Regions from separate parts of the Mus musculus genome. Here regions 1 and 2 are each linked to region 3. A link is a contact called in public Micro-C and promoter capture Hi-C data. All regions are on one chromosome and are shown on one strand. The core of a region is the stretch at or near the end of the contact, and the rest is flanking DNA. Distances in the headings are between cores, read along the strand shown. Region 1 overlaps Dlc1 (deleted in liver cancer 1). Region 2 holds the start of Dlc1 (deleted in liver cancer 1). Region 3 holds the start of Prag1 (PEAK1 related kinase activating pseudokinase 1).

Evidence for each region. Promoter capture Hi-C pulls out the DNA fragments that hold promoters and counts their contacts. Hi-C and Micro-C count contacts between places; a contact is called where the count stands out from the background.
Region 1: a Micro-C map of embryonic stem cells shows a contact between it and region 3, with 2.7 times the contacts expected there. The contact joins the enhancer-like site here to the promoter of Prag1 in region 3. A contact is called at or near these places in 3 of 484 Hi-C or Micro-C datasets (all in embryonic stem cells), 1 of 115 datasets of contacts at active chromatin or transcription factors (extraembryonic endoderm stem cells) and 1 of 9 other capture datasets (embryonic stem cells).
Region 2: a contact with region 3 is called in a promoter capture Hi-C map of stem cell-derived epiblast-like cells, with 3 times the contacts expected there. The contact joins the promoter of Dlc1 here to the promoter of Prag1 in region 3. A contact is called at or near these places in 5 of 39 promoter capture datasets (the 3T3-L1 cell line, embryonic stem cells, hippocampal neurons and 2 more) and 1 of 115 datasets of contacts at active chromatin or transcription factors (microglia).

Annotation. Positions count from the first base shown.
Region 1 is chr8:36,616,129-36,620,439 of GRCm38.p6, forward strand. The region is part of intron 5 of Dlc1 (deleted in liver cancer 1); the gene reads right to left. Among named protein-coding and RNA genes, the nearest start is that of Trmt9b, 160 kb to the left of the region's middle. Within about 2 kb of position 3,048, at least 9 of the 459 cell types and tissues checked have an H3K27ac peak or open chromatin away from gene starts, as enhancers often do. A contact at or near this core is called in embryonic stem cells, where this site is marked.
Region 2 is chr8:36,950,286-36,954,249 of GRCm38.p6, forward strand. Dlc1 (deleted in liver cancer 1) reads right to left here and starts at 2,157. Exons shown (of 18, transcript NM_001194940.2): 1 at 1,836-2,157.
Region 3 is chr8:36,092,258-36,096,172 of GRCm38.p6, forward strand. Prag1 (PEAK1 related kinase activating pseudokinase 1) reads left to right here and starts at 2,571. Exons shown (of 6, transcript NM_172911.3): 1 at 2,571-2,731.

The DNA.
Region 1 (4,311 bases), core at 1,798-4,297, 520 kb after region 3:
ACCAGTCAAAAGAATGCACACAGGCTAGCCAATCGGATGGAGGTGGTTTCTCGGATGACTGTAGCTTGTGTTGCGTTGACAAGTGCCTTTACCTACTGAATTACTTCATAGATTCTCCAGTATTTTATAACCTTCTCCATAAGTTGCCTAGGCTGGCCTTGAACTCACTTGGTAGCCTCAACAGACTTTAAGCTTCTGATTCTCCTGCCTGGGCCTCTCAGGTAACTGAGATCATGGGCCTAAGCCACCTGGCCCTGAACATTATCCATCAGTGGCGATCTGAGTCCCTGGACCAGAAACTGTAGAATTGGTAGCCCACTGTCTTATCAAATGGCAGGTCAAATCTGAACAAGAAAGTCCTATCTCAAATGTTCAGAAGGAAATGAAGGCAAAGCAGAACAAAGCCTCAACTGTAACCTTTTTGTACAAGAGGAGCCCTGGCTAGCTGGGGGAAGGGAGGGCTGGCGAAGCCATCAAGAGTATGGACAGACAATGCCATTTGGGGATGAAGGAGGATCCCCAAGCCAGCTCAGAGTCCGCTTCTGCTCACTTAGCATTCCACTCCTCACCACGGGCTTCATTTGTCTGTCTAGGGCAGCTGACCTTAAACTGCATTCGTCTGCTGAGCCGCATGAACTGAGATTTGATCTTAAGCACTGGACTCTTGAGAGGCAGGCTTCGCTGTGCAGCGGGGAGCATTTTCCATGGTCACGGAAAGCGTTTTTCATACGTTAAGAATAGATATCCCCTGCAAGAGCTGGGGAGATGGCTCAAAGGGCCAAGTCACTCTGTGCAAATATGAAGACCTGCTTAGGATCCCAGCATCCAGATCAAAAGCCAGAAAAGGGGAGTGTTTTAGTAACCACAGCATGGAGAGACTGGAGCTTGCTGGTTATGTAACCAGTCTAACTAGATCAGTGAGTTCTGGTCCCAGGAAGGGAGATAATAACTGAGGAAGACACTTGCCACTGACCCCTGACCTCCGGACAGTGGGTGTACACACAAACTCATATGTACACATACATCACATACACAAAGAAAAAAGATTCCTCCACAGATTAGATTAGGTATTTGTAGAGGTAGGTTGTTGTCATTAAATTATCAATTCCTAGTTACAAAGGTTTAAAATATTAAGACTCTTTATAACGGCCTGTGCCGTTCACCTCTGAGGCAAGTATCATCTACTCAGAGACTACCCACAGCAGCATCCAGCAATCTCTATATAGGGTTGTTTCCTAAGGACTGTGGGATTACTAAGGAAAAAAAAACCTCATAGCTAGCTCCTCTAATGCGTAGCAGACTAGAAGAGCTATTCTCTATGATAATGGGTTCCTGCTCTATCTTAATGATTGAACTTAGCTATTACTGACGTTGTCCAAGGACATCCCTTGGGTTTCATCCCACCACTGCATGATAGAAACGGAACACAACCTGAAAGGCTCACCTGTGTGATGCTAGCCACTGAGGGAATCCTCAGTGAGACAGTGCAAGCTGGGCTGCCCAGAGCCCCTCTGAGAGGAGAGCTGCCAGGAGCTAGACAGACATCTTGCCCTTTAAGAGCACACACTGCTCTTACAGAAAGCCTGAACTGAGTTCCTAGCACCCACGCAGGGCAGGTCATAACTACCTGTAAACCCACCTCCTGGAGGTCTAACGCCTCTGTTTGCAGAGGACACTGCCACATATCTCCCCTCCCCCGTATTTTAATAACATGCATCATTAAATCCTGGCCAAAATAATTCTTAAGAGAAGAGAGGGCAGGGGGAGGGCAGAGAGAAGAAGGCTGCTGGTCCAGTACTCGCTGTTTGGCATGTGCTATCAGAACAACCCCAGTGCACTGGGTAAAATGTCAAAAGCTCTGTCCTCCCCACAGTCTCCCTTTCCTTTGCCTTCTTTGCTATGCTGATAATCAAACCAACCGCTTCTGCATGCCAGGAAAGCTCTCCACCGCTGAGCTACACCACCTTTCCCGTTTATGTATGTTAGTGCCAAGGCTTCCACCATTTAGATGCTAGAAACGAATTTTAAAAATAAAAATAAAAATCTGAAGCTATCCACAACAATTTCAACTTTGGGCTTCATTTATCCCTGGGGCAATTAGTTTAAACCTCTGGTCTAGTGATAGAAGCCAAATAATCTCTGGAAATTTCTTTGCCTCCCTTAGGACCAGCGGTCTCCTCTGTGCTTGGAAAATGTTGTAATGCAATTTGTGCTCAATGGAACATTGTGAAATGACTGGAGAATAATTTTGATTTGTAATGCTCAAAGGAAATATGACAAAGGGAAAATATTGAAAATAATGTTAGCGGTTTTCAATTAAAGGGGCATAATTCAATTGGAAACCCAATGGATGTCCTGAAATATTTATTTATTTATTTATTTATTTTTTAGCTCTAGTGACCCCCAATTTGGGATCTTCCTGATTCCTTCCCCTAACTGATATTTCACTTTTTAAGATGCTTTCAAAACAAAAGCGCTAAAAGGTTTATACTTTTAAAGATTTACCACAAGTAGCTGCCCTGTTCAGCTAGATCCGTTATTATAACTTTTAGACAATTCACATTCAGAATAGGGGGGAAGGCCAATTTATTCTTCTGGAAACATCTTTACATTATGAGGGGTACAGAGAGACTCTGTTCTTGTACAAATGATAGAAATATTCTCTTTTTGGGTAGCCATTTAAACCAAAGTATGAATCAGCCTAGGATGTGACATCTGTCATCCAAACATGTTTTTATTAAAGCCAGACAAAGGTAATGTAAAATAAAGGTGAGCGTCAAGAGGGGATCTGGAGAAGTTTCTTGGGGGGTGAAGTAGGGACAGACAAACTTGCAGAGATCAGTGGAATTCTTTCTTTTTCTATCTTCTTATTCTCTTCTTTTTTTCTCACCGAGATAGTAGAGATTGAGCCTGGATAAGCCTGACCAATACCCTACAGGTGAGCTGTATCTTTGCCTTCTTTTCAAGTGAAACAAAGGGGGGTAGGGGGTGGAGCACAGTCTCACCGCCTTGAGTAAGATGGCCCCTGAACTTGGGCTCCCATTGCCCCACGCCCTTGAATGGAATCACGGGATGCTCACTCTGCGGAAAGTCTGGGCGCACTGAGTTCTTGATGTGGATCTAATACTTCAATGAGTAGGCTTTCCCGGGATACTTAGCATATTTACAGTAGAATTTATTTGAAAGTCTAGTTTATCCGAAGGCTCAGTTGGGGCTTAGCCTAAGGCCTCACTGCTAGAAATGGCAGAGATGAGAACCCAACAGTGACACTCAGGCGCACGCCTCGGCCGCACCCCAATTTCACTTGATCTCTGCCAAGATGAATGTGGTTCTTTCATGTGGCCTCTGGCAACACAAAAATCAAGAACACGGCAAACAAAAATTGCAATTTTTTTTTTAACTCCATGTGAGCAACTAGGCTGCCTCTCCCACTGAATTAACCAAGTTAACTGTAGGCTTGGATGGTCTATTCTATTAGCGTGCTCTGATTATAATCCTTTTTTAGCTTGTCACACACAATTCTTTAAATGCTGGGGATGGGCTATGTTATTTTAGAAGCAAGTGGTATTTTATCTCTGTGATTTAATACAGGTTAAAAGGTTCATTGTGAAGAGTTAAGAAAATATGGAATATGTAAATGGAAAAAGTGAAGCTTGATAACTCAGGAACATAAGATAACTGATATATATTATACATGCCAGGCTCCCAGGCACACAAAATTGACATAATAGCATATATTTTGTTTCATTATGCAAATGTGTACTTATTTATTAAGACTGGAGCTCGTGTAGCTCAGGCTGTCCTTGAACTCAGTATGTAGCAAAGGATGTCTTTGGATTCCTTACTTTCCAGCCCTCATGTTCCAAGTAATGAGATGACAGGCATGAGCCACCATGCCAGGCTTCAGGCGGTGCTGTGGATCAGACCCCAGCTGTATATATCCTAGGTACAGCTGAGCTACACGCCCAGCCCCTATTGTGTGGTATTTAATTCACTTAACAAAGCTGATGAGTCGGCTCTGTGTAGTTACATTATATCATCTAATGGGCCTAGCAAGCAGTTAAGCAAGGCTGAGCTTTTTAGTTTTTCACTCTTATCTTGAATAGGCATTCTTAAATAATACAAATTTAATTAAGAGCAAAGATAATAATTTTATAAGTAAATTTACTTACTTTGAATTATGTGGGCAAATGATACTGTGGCATTTGATATCTATCTATCTATCTATCTATCTATCTATCTATCTATCTATCTATCTACCTACCTATCTATTTATCTATCATCTGTATATCATTTATCTATTGTTTATCT
Region 2 (3,964 bases), core at 907-3,406, 860 kb after region 3:
TACTGTGCCAGTTGAGTATAAGGTTATGAAAGGGGCAAGTTCCTCATTAGGTCATTTTCTTGAAAGACACACTGGTTTTAAATGAGTTATTTAAATGACTCATTATAGCATATAGGTTGGCTGGCTTGACATGAGAATAAGATTTAGCAAAATAGTCATTAAAAAAAAAAAGCAACTACTTTAAAGTCTGAGATGAGAGCCTAATGAATCCTTTTAAGAAATCTTAGCCATTGAGAAAACGGTGTTAATCAGAAAGGTTGATTTTCTTTTCAGAGAAGGAGAATTCTAATTTCCTTTTTGAAAGTTGGCCTCCTGTAGGTGGACACAATGATACTTTGTTGTGCATAGTTATTGTTTGAGAGTAAGGTCTGTGGTACAAAGCCCATAACACATGAGGCAGGGGACTATGGTTCCCTTGTCATCTAGTGTCCTAGCCAGCTGTGTGACCTTGGACAGTACACTTTTGAATGCTATTCTTTAGCTTCCTCATTGGTGATCCCTGACAACACCAGAGAGTGATATTTTAATGCTCTTTCTTTCCCTGAAAGGAAAATTCTACTTGGTCGTTTTGTAAAATATTTCAGACTATATTGCACATAGTAGGCAATTGCTCTCCTAAAGCCACAGAATTTCACTTCCTACATAGTAAAATCTGCTTTTTCTCATTTTTAAAAGCTTAACAAAGTTTAAATTGTTAGCAACAACATCAAAGCATCAATATAAATCACTCTAGGCTAGAAATTAAAAATTCTATTAGCTAACACACCAAATGGTCATCTTGTCCTTTATAGAAGTTTATGATTAACATCCTTATTGGTTTCTTATGATCCTACTGGCAAACCTGTTATCCATCCTTCACTTACTGCATTTTGTGTTTGGTTCACAGATTTGGAGATAGGCATAATATCTTTGCATACTATTCCATACAATTTTCCAAAAATAATTTCCTTCTAAATATAACATCATCTTTGTTATTGTAACTCTGGGTTATATCAGCCATTGCTACATTTATTTACTCCGGGACCACACATTTAACCATTAAGACAATTTAGAAGGCTGAAGCATGGTGACTATTTGACTTGACGATGACAGAAAATACGAATGAATGGTCAGCTAGATTCTCCCATGACTGATGTGATTGTACAGATTTGCTTCAGCAACACGGAGTGTTCATACAACATGAGATCTGAGCGGCGAATCCAAGTTTAATGTTAACAAAACCCGATTCTGACACTTATGTTCCCAAACTGAAATTAAATGTGCAGAGACAGAAATAACCTGTAAACTTGTATGTCATTACTTCTCTTAAAATAACAATTTACGTTGTGTGTTAGTAACAGGGTAAGTGACTGAAACTAGCTGGAAATACTAGAGAATTTGATTTTCAGAGTTTTCAGTAAGACGCTGATTATTGTTTGAAAGCACATTACTAAGAAAAAACGTTATAATGTTATGTCCTCTTTTTGTTGGGAAAACAGAGAGGAGAAAGGAGTTTCTAAAGTTTCACACTTCAATCTGAGAAGATTCATTGGCCCCCAGATATGCTACACCTATCAGCAGCGGCGCGTTACAGATGGATTGGTCAGTAAGTTAAGAATAAAAAGAAATCAGAAGAAAACATTTCTGCATGGGGAAAGAGACTCGAGCTACGTGGAACATATTTTAGAAATGACATTTTGCTCAAAAGATTTTGACTCCCCGCTGTCTACTGACTACACAGTTTTCCCCCTTCTGCTTTTCAGGGCTCAGCTCTGAAAGCAGTCAACAGCTGGCTGAAGATGGCAAGGTTTTCCAGCTCTGTCTCCTACATGACAGTCGCAGCAGCAGCCTCTTACCTGGACCAGGAGTTGCTGTTACCGCCAAGGCATGATGCTATTCCAGCCAGGCTAGGAGAGGAGTCTGTCCCGGTTAGCGGCTCCAAAAAATCTAAGTTCACATTGCTGGCTGAGGTCACGGCTCTATTCTGAGCAGTTCTCCTTAACGCAGTGTGTGATTCTAACAAAAAACCCCCTCTGCAGCTGGAGAGAGCCTCAGCTAACGCCGGATCCTGTCAAGGCGTTCCTAGTGACTTCTGTCCTCTAAATGCAGACTGATGTTTTGCGAGAGAGGGGCCTCCACCAGCAGGCCCAGATTGCCTGCAAAGTATTTCCTGCCTCCGAGAAGTTTGCATGTGAGAAAGCCTGCACGAAGCCGGAGGGGAGGGGCTGAGCAGAGCCGCCTGGGCGTTGAAGCTCTGATTTTACACAGAACCAAAGTGAGTTTGTCAAAGCTCTTGAGATGATTAGTTAGCGTCAGAAAGTCCTAGAGTCCTTCCTATCCCACAGGGCTCGTGGAAAACAAGGAAGGAAGAGAGTGCAGCTCTCCCCTCTGCACAGTGTTACTTTCTACTGTGTTAAATGGAGAACACTTCTCCTAATTCTCATTTCAAAAGTTTTCTAAGACAGATGAAGTCTGAGCCTTTTAATACCGTAATTCTTCTAAAGTTTAGAACCTTAAAAAATAACTTCAAAATTTAAATCCTGGACTTGGGGAAGGAAAAAAAATCTGTAAGTAAAATTCCGAGAATCGAGGAAACAGAGAATTTTCTTCTCTCTCTCTCATCCCCAGAATTCTGAACAGAACACAGTGGTTTGTGTTACAGCACGTGAAGCCTCCTTACCTCCAGTAAGGGATCCTCCAGTTACAGACAACCACGGCTGCAAAGGCTGGAAAGGCTGGAGAAGGCAGACTCCATCTTGATCAAGTTAGAAGTCCTGCTGACATAAAACACTTGCGATGCTTCCTCCAGCATGGCCGAGTCTCTCAATCACATCTCTAAAGTGGCTAGCAGAGTGTATGCCTCCTTCCCCAGACAGCTTGTGAACTCTCATCTGTTTATCTTTTCTGCTTTTGTGCCTCCACTGCGTGACTTCCTCCTAGCTGCTCCGGCCTGGGAGCTAGGACTACCATTTGGTTTTGATTAAAACCAGACAGCCAACTCTGGAGAATTTAGGGAATAAGCTAATGGAAACTGCGAATATGGCTTTAATTAGTGCATCAATTAATAATAGATGTTAGCTTGTCTTATAATAAGATGTCACAAATGCAGAGCTCAAATCATTTCTGGAAAGAATTCATACAGAGTCTCTTTTATGACCCAGAGTTCTCCCTCAGGGAAAGTGCAAGGGTAAGACGGACAGTGGCCTTGGGACATGTAGGTTTGTGGCCAGGCCAGTGGGATAGCTTCCTTGTTTACACCAGAGAAACGGGAAACAACATCTGTCCATTTATCTTATTTGGTTGAAACTACTCAGTAATCGTTCCCTTTCATTTTAGTTACATTAAAAGAGTTCATTCTATAGCTCTAGGTGACTTAACTAGTCCTTTAAAAAATGATTAGGAATTCGATGAATCTAATTATTGACTCTGTGTGAGGGTTGTACAATTTTAGCTTGTCAATAATATAAAATTTAAGAATAATTCCAATATCCAAGTAAGAAATAAGTATAAAACCACATAATGAGATGCAGGAGAAATTAAGCCTGCATGTCTCAACAGCTGTCCTCTTATCTGAACGCTAAGTGGTTTTTCATTGTTTATATATATTCTCAGGTGGTCTTAATTTCTACAAATGCATGCAGGTCTTCCAGTATCATAATGGCCATCTTTTACTTTTCCTTGACAACACCGTGTAGGTGATAACTTGACCAAGTATGATGTTAGAGCTACTGCATCTTTTTTCACTGGACAACTGACATAGCTCAGAAAACACAATTTAGACAAAAGTCAAATAGGAAAAACAGGTTTAAGCCATGCACAAGCTGAAACATGAGATGATTCTAACATAAACATACTAGCAGGGCTTGCCATGGGGACAAAGGTCTGGAACCCCAGCTCTTGGGAGACAGGAGTACAAGTTTAGCTTAGTCTTCATAGAAAGACCATGCCAATAATAATTTTTTTCTTTTTTGCAGAGATATCCCAG
Region 3 (3,915 bases), core at 1,321-3,820:
TACATGCTCTCTGAGCCCTCTCAAATATCCCGGCTCCGGTTTTCTTAGGATAATTTAATGGCACACACTTCTTGCTTCTGCCTCTTTGGTTCTTCAGTTATAAACTACATTACCTTACCCCCAAGCACCCCTGTCTCAATCTTGTCTCTCAATCTCCTAAAATTTAACAGCTCTCTTGTACAGAATGGCGCCCAAGCACTAAAACACCCAAGAGAATTGCTCTTACAAAAGGTCTGATCTGTATCAAAGAGCTCCATCCCTGAGTAGAAAACACCATGAAAAGCAAGTCGCCAGATGCAAAGTGCTGAGCACACACAAATTGCACTGCATTGCAGGGTGCGGGGTGCGGGGTGCGAGTCTAAGCCAAACGTCCACCACATGCACGAGCTTACCAGTTTCACAGGGAATTATAACACACCGAACAGCTGCAGGACAGGCACTGTGCAAGTGGGTGGTATTTTGTATACATCTTTGCCACTTTTGAAGATTTGTTTTTCATTAGGCAGGCTGAAGCCTTTTTTGCTGCCACATAGCTGGCATAAAAGGGGAAAGAAAAAGCCATGTTATGGATCAGCAGTGGCAGTATTGTGTATTTATCTCCTGTAAGCCCAGCAAACCATTTGGGAACCATTTATTGAGCAGAAATTCCAAATTAACCCTTCACTTGCTGTGCCATGCTATAGAACCACAGCGGTCTCTCTGTGTTGCAAACTTTGCTTCTTTATTGTGTTCTTTGGGTTCTTTGTGCATTAAGGATAAATTGGGTAAAGAGAGTAAAAAGTGTGGAAGTGTCTCTTATGTGCTTGGCATGGCCTTTATTTATCCTGGGAAGTGTCTATGCCCCCTGGAGAGGACTGAAAGATGTGGGGAGCTGAATGCTGAGAGCCATGAATGATCCAAAATCCCCATGAGAGGGCCCAGTGTCACTGAACTGAAAGCCCCTCTTGGGTCCGGATTGTGTTTGTCCAGTGCAAACCATTTTGTACCTGTCTGCTTGTTGGCACTTTCCCCTCTGGTGTCTTCATAAGTAGACTGGACCCCTCAGGAGAATGTAATGCTGCTGGCGCCGTTCCACCAGAGTTTTCCTTATGTACTTGTTGAAATGATTGACTGGTAGGGCAATGTGGTGGACTCTCGGTGGAATCAGGCAGCTCTTGGTTCCCATCTCAACACTACCACTTTTCACCTGAGGAGCCCTGGCAAAGGATAGGACCCTTCTGGACCTGTGTTATGCTGTGTCAAATGTGCTAACCCTGCCCTGTGACGTTGCCTGGCACGTAGTAGGTTCTTCATGAATGTTAGTACGACTCCTATTCACCTTCCTATCAGTCTTTCCGTACTTAAATGGGTAATGAGGGACATTGAATGATAAGTAAATTCTCCTTATGGTCCCTTTGCACTCCTTACATAGAAGCCACACATATCCAAAACATGTCTTCTTCCTCTTTCATATTCTATATAGCGCTGCCAGTGTTAACACCACATAAAGGCGAAGAGGGGGAGGGTCTGAGTGGTGCCTTCCTTCTCTCCGTGGAATCATCCTGATTAAGGATGTAACACCGCGCTGCCTCTGTAAAGCAAAGGGAAGCAACCAGATGTGTTGAGGGGGGGGTGCGGGGGAGGATTCCGTTTTCACTCAGGCTTGGCCCTGAGCAGTAACTTCAGTGCCTGGCTTCTTAGGGAACACCCAGGGCAAGGTGCAAGTCTGTCCTACTCAGGCAGCTGGAGGAAGGGAGGCGACTGGCTGGCCCTCTCCTGAGAGTTAAAAAAGATTTTTCGCCCGAGGAACAATATCTTGAACTCCTTGTATCTCAGCCAGTGACTCACGCACTGGAAGCGGTGTAAACACAGGTGGAGGACCTGGGTGCCCCAGCATGATTGAAGGCCGGTCCTCCAGGCCAACATTTGCATTCCACTGTTAAAACACTAAAGTTCAAAGAGATGTGCTGAGCCATTTGCTAGAGGCCTGGACATGAGGAGCTGAGCAGGACCTGAAATCTCTCAGCCAGCCCTGCTCCAGCCGGCTTGTGGTTCTCCTAGGATAACAGTACGTGGCAGTGAAGGCGCTCACGCCTCTTTCAGAGCCCACCGCCCTAGATCTTATTATTGTACTCCGGATCCCCTCTCTTCCATGTTTCGTTCTTTTGCTCCCTCCCTACCAGGGTCTCCTAGGGTCGGCTGGGTGGAGGGATGAGAATGCATTTACTCCGACAGACACACCTATCTGTGCATTGTGGTTAAGGAAAGCTGGGAGCACCAGAGATCTTCCAAGCAGAACTGCGCTGAGCTGGGATTGAGCTGGGGACGCTCTGGGGGGCTCAGCTCCAGGTCTAGGGGCGCCAAGGCTCGGGCTGGGGGCGGAGCCTCGCTGTGGCGAGCGAGGGGGCGGGGCGCGGTGCGGAGTTCCTAGGGACCTGGGCAGGGGCGATCGCCCGCCCTCCTGGACTGGGGACGAGCAGAGTGGCGGGACGCGCAGGCCCGGTGGAGACGCGGGGCAGCGGCAAGGACTGCGGGGGTGCGGCGGGAGCGGAGCGGGCGGCGTCACCCGAGGCGGAGGGGGCGGAGCCGCGATCGCAGCTGCCACCCGGCCGCCGGGCCCAGGCAGAAGTCAGCCGCCCGCGGCTGGGCAAGCACTCCGCGCAGACACGCTAAAGACAATGCTCCGAGGCGTCCGGCGGGGCAACGGACTGCTGGGTCACCGACGGCGAGGCTGCGAGACCGCAGACCCCAGGTGAGCCCACCACTCTCTCTCCAGATCCCGCCGCTTTTTGTCTGACGAACGTGGCGGCCCAGGGGCTTTCGCAGAGTCGCTGCGGTGGCCCGGCGGGCCAGCCCCTGCTGGCGTCCCCAGGGGTGACAGGCTACCGATCCGGAGCGCGTGGAGAGTCCGGACCTCGTGCTCAGGGTTGTGCCCTCGGTGCAGGTTCCGAGACGGGAAAGCTGGGGAGTCGGAGGGGTATTTTCAATTCTTTTGAGAAACGCTCGCTTTGAAACTGGGAAACTTTTCCTTGGAGTTCCGGGAAGGGTGATCGACTGCTGTAATGGTTTTACTGGTCTTGCTGGTCTGGCTGCTCTGTTTTGTGTGTTGGGAACTGCTCCTTTTGCAGTGAGTATTGTCAAAGGAGCAGAGGGGCAGAGGCCGTTCGGGCTGCTCCGGCCAGACCCGGAGGTGACGAATTGGGGGTCCAGGGAAGCCACCTTTAGGCTGCAGCTGATCTCTGAAGGAAGGTGCTATCTGTTTGATGAACCTTGGTGATCATTCCATACCTGGAGCTAGCTCCCAACCTTTGCTTGTGATGTCCCCTCTGCAGCCGGGCGCACACACCCACATGCACCCACATGCACACGCAAGCACGCTTACCCTTGGAAAATAGAATCTCTGCTTGTGTGTGAGTCCTGGGAATGCGAATGGAGGCGGCTGAGCAATTCTCAGCCCACAGCGCTCGCTCACTGTGTCTGTTCTCCCAGGTAAAGCTCAACCATGGTTTTGCAGAGCCTATTGTAGAGCCCAAAGGTCTAAGGCTGAGGAGTTTTGCAACGGATTCAGTTCAGACTCAGGTTGGAAAGGCTTAACTGATCACAGTTCTCAACTCTACCTTACAGCCCCTTCTGAGGAGATTTGACAGGAGGCCCCAGAGAAAGCAAGTTGGCTTTCCTAGGGTCCCTCAGAACTTTGCTCCCCTTATTGGATCAGACTGCAGGCTTCAAGTCCACACTCCTCCTACTATGATTGCTCAGAAAGTAGAAAATAAAAAGATATGTAGATACCATTATATACCCTCAGTGCTGGGGCTGGGGTGAGGTGGGGTGTTAGGGTAGTCATGTCCTGCTTTCTCCCTAGACCACGCTGGCTAATGGAATATAATGCATTAATCTATATACTTTCCATACATACTATACCTTTGGGGGGTTGCA